Linked DNA regions of Zea mays: region 1 is linked to region 2. The links are chromatin contacts, called in public Hi-C maps. All regions are on one chromosome and are shown on one strand. The core of a region is the stretch at or near the end of the contact, and the rest is flanking DNA. Distances in the headings are between cores, read along the strand shown. Region 1 holds the start of LOC100194037 (F-box protein). Region 2 holds the start of LOC100101532 (respiratory burst oxidase-like protein C).

The links. Hi-C and Micro-C count contacts between places; a contact is called where the count stands out from the background.
Region 1: a Hi-C map of ear shows a contact between it and region 2, with 2.2 times the contacts expected there. The contact joins the promoter of LOC100194037 here to the promoter of LOC100101532 in region 2. A contact is called at or near these places in 8 of 25 Hi-C or Micro-C datasets (bundle sheath, ear, endosperm and 2 more) and 2 of 3 datasets of contacts at active chromatin or transcription factors (leaf and seedling).

The regions. Positions count from the first base shown.
Region 1 is chr6:171,483,330-171,486,891 of Zm-B73-REFERENCE-NAM-5.0, reverse strand. LOC100194037 (F-box protein) reads left to right here and starts at 2,279. Exons shown (of 6, transcript NM_001139098.1): 1 at 2,279-2,643. The coding sequence starts at 2,426. It overlaps LOC103631604 (DUF936 family protein), which reads right to left and starts at 1,443. Exons shown (of 2, transcript XM_008652475.2): 1 at 796-1,443; 2 at 462-566. The coding sequence starts at 1,443. The coding sequence ends at 462.
Region 2 is chr6:171,327,683-171,331,077 of Zm-B73-REFERENCE-NAM-5.0, reverse strand. It overlaps LOC100101532 (respiratory burst oxidase-like protein C), which reads right to left and starts at 1,948. Exons shown (of 14, transcript NM_001112548.1): 1 at 1,224-1,948; 2 at 975-1,134; 3 at 825-873; 4 at 57-170. The coding sequence starts at 1,884.

The DNA of each region.
Region 1 (3,562 bases), core at 1,030-3,529, 160 kb before region 2:
CTGCCAAGCTGCCTATCGGTTGCCCTGCTCAACCCCCCTCAGCAATTGCCTAGCCATCAATGTGATGATTATAATGTGATGCTTGATATGATGAAGAGAACGGTACTGAATGTGGGGTTTGCACATTGAATCCAGGTGGCTGATTTTTGGTAATGCATCCACTATCCATTATAAAACATGATGAGTAGGCAAGTGTTCATGTTTAAGAAACGTGTGCATTGAGTGCAGTGAGAATAATCCACATTGTCTTCCAAAACAATTGACACCCTATTTGTACTGAGTAGCTTTTTTCTGAGATAAGGGGATCTTATGAAGCGGATCCACAAGCTGCAATCACCAAGTTTTTCTGGCTGCACCGGCTACATCTGCATATCGCGATATTTATATAGACAACTGGTTTACTGCACTAGCAAATGGTTAATTTAGTAAAGATGGCAAAGAAGAATTTAATGAAGTTTAACCTATAACCTAGGTGAAGCGCCACCATTCTTGCGTGTGTCCTTGCTAATTTCTTGCTTTGTGGAAACTAACTTAGTATTACCAGTAGATGTATTATTTGGCTGTTCCTGAAAGTAATCATCAAGCATTGTTTTTTTAACCTCTTCAGAAGATATGGATAGTTTTTTTGGTTCAAAGCGTTGTTTGTATAAAATTCATAAGAGCTCACAGATCATATCCCTGCTATTTCTTACAAATCATATTTTATACAGGTTTTATCAACTAAAATATCAACGTCTATTAGGAACTTGAAAACCCAGACTTCTGAATTAGACCTATGAGCTTCAACATACATACCTGAGGTTTTGCCTCTTGTCTGACTTTCGAGGCAATAGATTTTTTATTTGGTTCAGATATGGTGCTTCCTCCATTACTTTTGTCACTATCAATACTGGAGTTGATACTGGTAATTTTCCCGTTATTGCTTGATACCCCAAGCATGTAACGGGAAGCAACAACTGTCTTCTGCTCTTCGATAATTACCTTCCTCTGCAAATTTTCCTTTTCACTTTCAGACATATCAGCTGACTTGGAAGTCCTCCATTGATGATCCGGTGCTTCCGTAATCCCAAAGGGAGTTGACATTTGCATCAAATCCTTTGGGTTTCCAATGCAAGGGTTCCTTCCTGGAACTGGGTGGACCCCTACAAGAACTGGGACAGGGATACTTGACTGCACCTTCTCAACATATATGAACTGTTCGAGTTGTAGTTTGTTTGACAAGATGAGTTCGTTGTCCTCCTTGGACAAGGAAACATATGTTGAGTGTGAAGAATCTGAAACTCTGATGAAGAAACCATGGTCTAGCCAAAGTTCTGAACCAGTGATTGCAGGGACTATGCTAATAACTTGGAGAAGTATGGACCGGTATTCTCCACATACTTTCACATCTGAGTTAATATTTTTAAGAACCTTTAATAGTATTCCTGGAGTAAGAGATGCCATTATCTTTGAGCCAGCTTATTCTTTTCCTCTGAAAGAAACAGAAAGTAATGGGAGTTAATTGTAAGTCCATTATCCACCACATGTGGATTAATATGTCTTCGTAATGGTGGTCCAGTTTAAAGAAGTCCATTATCGGACCACGGTTGTTTATATAGACAGCTGGTCTTGAATTATTTCCAGCTTCATTGTACTTGCACAACAAAATAAGGTACTACTTAACTGAGAAACACTACTTCTAGCCACACTAGGATTATTCAAAACCAGCTTGTGGCACTTATTTGTTTGTTGATTGGATCCAAGTTTTGTAGCAGTCAAGTCATTAGATCTGGTTTAGCTACCTGTTCACTTAATGAAGAATCATCTAGATTAAACGTGATCTATATTGTTTTCTGGTGAGTTGGGGATACAAGTGAACTGTTGAAGTGCCCGAATTTTAAAATAGCAGTCTGTGTTAAAACTCAACAATGTTGATGGATTATAGCTAGACATAGACAGAGGCATTGGTATGTTTGCATGTTCTTGGTGATAATCTGAAGGTTCGGCACCATGAGTACACTTTACATATTTATACATACGTTATTATGATATTATATGTTTCCGTTGCAACGCACGGGCACTCACCTAGTATGTATTAAAAATAGAGATAGGTTTAAAATAGAGATGCGGAGTAAATTTGAACTCCAAAAACTGCTAAGGACCCCAGATCAATCTGGGCCAACGGCCCACAATTCACATTACATCGACCCATCGTCGATGGACGCCAACCCAGGCAACCCTCGTCATCTCGTGGCCGTGCACAGGCGTAGCCGCGCAGCCCAGTCCGAGGTGCTGGAGGCTATTCAGCTGTTTTGGCTTGGCTTGTGGCCGGTGAGAGGTGGACACGACGACGGTGACGGTGAGGTGGAGAGCGGAGTGGCGGATCGTGGCTCCGATCCACAAGGGACGGCTCCACACATCGGGTTCCTGCCTCTGCTCAGCAGCCATGCCGGTGAGGCGGCGGCAGCCGCGTCGGCCGGAGACGGGTGCGGCGGAGAGGTACAGGGAGATGGGGATCGGGGCTGCGCTGTCGCGGCCCTGGGACTATCCCACGGCCTGCGGCGAGCTTGCAGCGCTGCTGCGCCTCGGATACGCGGACCTCCCTAAGGCAGCCCAGGCGCTCGTTGCCTCCGACGTGCTACTCGCGTTTCGCCTCCTTCCCGAGTAAGCCTCCTCTCCAATCATGCATGTATCCAGCATCCCTGATGTTTGCGGGATTGCCGAATTTGTTTGATTACTGCCCGTTGATGATAGTTTGCTGCTCGAAAAATTTAGCCGCCAGCCCCGTGGATATGTATTGATGATGATTGATATTTTTGCTTGCATGGGCTTATCTTAGATGTTTATTTCTAGCTTGTTCTATCCATAGTGTTCACACAATATTTTCCTTAGAGCAACAACGATTGTAGGTACGCAGATCCGCATCTGTTGGTCAGGCTAACACAGCATTCATATAGCTCTCTCATCAACCCGATGGTTTGAGCATACATTGTAATAGGTTGTCTGTTCTTAGGTTCATACTCTTAAGCACTTTGTAATTTGTATGACGACATTAGAGTAGCTCTGATGTTGAAACATCGCTTGAATAATTCTGCCAGTATCAGGTGTACGCTGTCACTTTGACAGTCATTGTTCTGGGATGATTAATTGATCACCAATGATATGTAAAAGAAAAAAAGTATTATCGATGACTAATACATCGTAGAGAAGCATTGGTGTTGTATTCCCTCATCTGCAAAACTGAACTTCAAATCTTAAGTGAAGTTTGTACAAGGATAAATACTGTTACGTAATGTGCTTGATCTGTTCAGAATTAATATGGAATAAAAAAAATCAAAACTAATATCCAGCCCATTATAAGAAGTGGCTCCATTATAGGCAGGCTTATAGATGTAAATAGGGTGATAATACTGTATCAGTTTACGCTTTACAAAACAATTGTCATAGCTTGTGCACGAGTTCTCTCACTCTTTTTATTTTTTAAAGAAAAAATAAAGCAGGAGCACTGCTATTGCATATAAGAAGGATGCAAGCAGGGTCTGCAGAAGAACTGAAATAACTTGAAAAGATACAACAAGGCATT
Region 2 (3,395 bases), core at 699-3,198:
CAGTTATTTGTCTCAGATCATAGGCAGTATGGGATAAAACAACATGCTATGCTTACCTCAATGTAGCCAAGCCCTTCAGGATCAAGTTCCTCCATGATCAAGGCTGCATACTCCTCAGCTTGCTCCTTAAGCCTCGACAATTTATTAGCAGAAGCACTCAGCATAATGATCTGGAAACAAAAAAATGTCATTTTTCAATAAACTGATCACGAACATACTTTTCAGTTTTCCCGCATCGAAAAAAGTAACCAAACAACCTAGCCTGGCCCTTTAGACTATGACCCCAGTTCAATAAATAAAATAAGCTCTAATCCAAAAGCTCCCCCCCCCCCACCCCGGTTCCACGCTGTTTGAGCAGATTAGAGTACTAGTTAGGCAGCATGACTGAAATGCCCCCACCAACTATTGCTTTCTAGCCTCCAGCCTCCTGTAGGTTAGAGTTCCATCTCCATCAATAGTAAATTTACTAAGAACCCCTCCCACGTTCTAGAACGACCAATATCGATTTTGCCAAAAAAAAAAAAAAGATGTCTGGAGACCGGCCGGTGGTGGGGATGCTTTCTCCGCCAGTTTCGCCGGGATGCCTCGATTAGTCGGCAATGTTTCTCCAAGCTACTGAGTCCGTAATCCTTATTATGCGCAAATCCAGGAACACAAACTTGTAAGGCAACAAGAAAACAAGTACATATAACTACAGAGGCATGGAAATGGACAGACCAGTTATCAAAAGACCCCAAATAATTGTACGAAAATATCCCCATACGGGAGAGGAAAAAATATCGCAAGTGAAACACAAAGCACAGCGACGACGAGGAATTGTTTACCTCTTTCACCTCGGCCTCCGTGATATGGCCATCTGCATTCTTATCCACCCTGATTAAAATGATACATACCAAAACGAAGACGGATTAACTGAAAACCTGATGTGTTCATAGAGCGCTAATTAGATAGAAGTTCTCAGATTGCGGGGTTACATGTCAAAGAAGATCTGGAGGCGCGAGTCGAAGCTGTTATCGGTGATCTGCTGCCAGATCTCGCGCAACTCATCCTTGTTGATCCTGTCCACCTGCATCTGCCGGCGGCGGCTCAGCGTGTCGAAGAGCTCCATCGCGAACTCCTGTGACTCCGTCATCCCTGCATCCAGAACTCCAATGCGATTAGGAACTAGTCACTCGAAGAAGCCTGGGGTTTCTGGAAGGGGAAGGGGAAGGGGAGAAGTGAACCTATGCATTTGGGGAAGTCGGCGCGGGAGAGATAGCCGTCGCGCGCGAGGCGGTCGAAGTTGGCCTGGACCTCGATCCAGGCGTTGCTGGCCTTGTTGCCGCCGCTGATGAAGCGGAGGCCGCGGATCGCGCGCTGCGCGCCGGACTTGGTACGGTCGAGCTGCGCGCGGCGGCGGCGCTGGGCGCGGGCCTCGAGGGCGGCGTCGATGCCCGAGGGCGCGGCAGCCGGTGGCTCCCCCGCGAGATTGGCGCGGCTCTGGGTGCGCGTGAAGCGCTTGGTGAGGTCCTGCGAGAACTGCTTGGCGCGGCTGGCGGTGGCCTTGAGCTCCTGCGAGAACTGCAGCAGGCGGTGCGAGGAGGTCCGGCGCATCGCGGGCGAGCGCGAGCGCGACGGGGCCGCGGACGAGGACGGGGTAGGGTCCGGGTGGCGGCGGGGCGGAGCCGGAGCAGCCGCGGCCGCCGCCGGCTCGACGCTCCGCAGCACAATGTTATCGTCCTCCAGCAGGTCCAGCGTGACCTCGACCAGCTCCTCCCCGTCGTCGGAGCTCCGGTCCGAGCCGCGCGGAGAGGAGCCCGTGCTCAGCGACCGCGGCGTCGTGGCGCCGGAGCCCCATCGCGGGCGCCCCGGCGTGCCGACGCCCGGTCCTCCTCCTCCTCGCATCACTCCTTCCCCCTTGTCTGTCTGTCCTCCTCACCCCCCGGCCGCTGCTTGAAGCAATGAAGCCACCACCACCACCAAACTTCCTTTGACGATTTGGGAGCGAGCGAGCGAGAAAAAGATATAGCTCACGCAACAGTCCAAGCCGGCGCGACCTAAAACGCGGTAGCTCGTAGTCACCCCTCTTTCTCTCTCCCCAACTGCGCGCGCGTGTGTGCGTGGAGAAAGAAAGAAAGAAAGAAAGAAAGGCACCCTCGTGCTCGTGCCGCGGACAAGCGGAGCGGAGTCCAAGCTAGCCGGTGCCGAGCGGAGTCCAGGCACAGGCTAGTACGTGCTGGCGTGCCGCGGCGCCGCGGCCGGTACATCCGCTCCGCCAGCTCATAAAATATTTATTACTGCCCGGTCAGTGTGATATGTACGCGTCCGCACTTGCCACTCCAGCGACAGAGACTTGCTAACTTTCATTAATGACAATGTGGCTGGATTTTAGTTTCAGACGATGGTTATTACATATTTTTAAATCAAACCTATAGTTTTAGTTTGTTATAATTTCTATAGGTATAACATATAGTTTTCGGTTTTAAAAAAACTCGTTAACAACCTCATAAAATACGATAAAATCTTACATTATGTCCATCAAAATTAACAACTTACAATTATTTTTTATAATCATGTAATAACCGACCGTCCGATTGGGAATATAGATGAGCATGCAACCTAGAGCACGGCAGCCCGGCACGAGGCCCTTTTTTTTGGCTCGGCCCAAGCACGGCCCGGTCCGGCTGGATGCGTGCCCGGGCCGGCTCGGACCAACCAATCAGGTTGTGCCTGGGTTGCTGGCTGCGCTCGCCGGGCGGCACGGCTCGGCCCGCCTAAAAACGGCAGGCACCGACCGGCCCGGTATCGGGGAGCGAGGCATAAGCTCGTCCTCCCGCTGGCGGTTGGCCCCACTCGGCCACTCTCCGTCTCCGCTGTCCGCTCGCTCGGCTCTCTCCCTCTCGCGGTCTCGCCTCTCGCCCTCGGCCTCTCCGTTGCTCCTCGCTCCGCCTGCTGCTCACCGCCTCACCGTCGACCGTCGCCGTAGTCTCTGCCGGATCTTCGTCACTAGCCCCGTTCCGTGCGGCGCCGCTCTCCAGGCTCCGGCTCTGCATCGGTGAAATCCCTAACCCTAATCACAAATCCCTAACCCTAATCTCCGCTCTTCGGACTCCGGCTCTCCCTCCCATCGTCCCGCGTCATCGTCTCCGGCTCCGGGCTGCGGCTTGGCAGATAAGTCCCTCTCCGGCTCTCTCTCTCTCTCCAGTCGGCCATCCTAATCTCTAACCCTAACCCTAATCTCCTCTTCTCCGGCTCTCCCTCTCGCGTCGTCCGTCGTCGTGCACTTTACCCTCGTCTCCGGCTCCGGGCTCCGGCTTGGCTGGTATGTCACTCACTCACTCTTCCTCAGTTCATCACCACCAGTCGACCGTCCTAATCCCTAACCCTAACCCTCGCTGCTTGCTTGTGACTTTGGT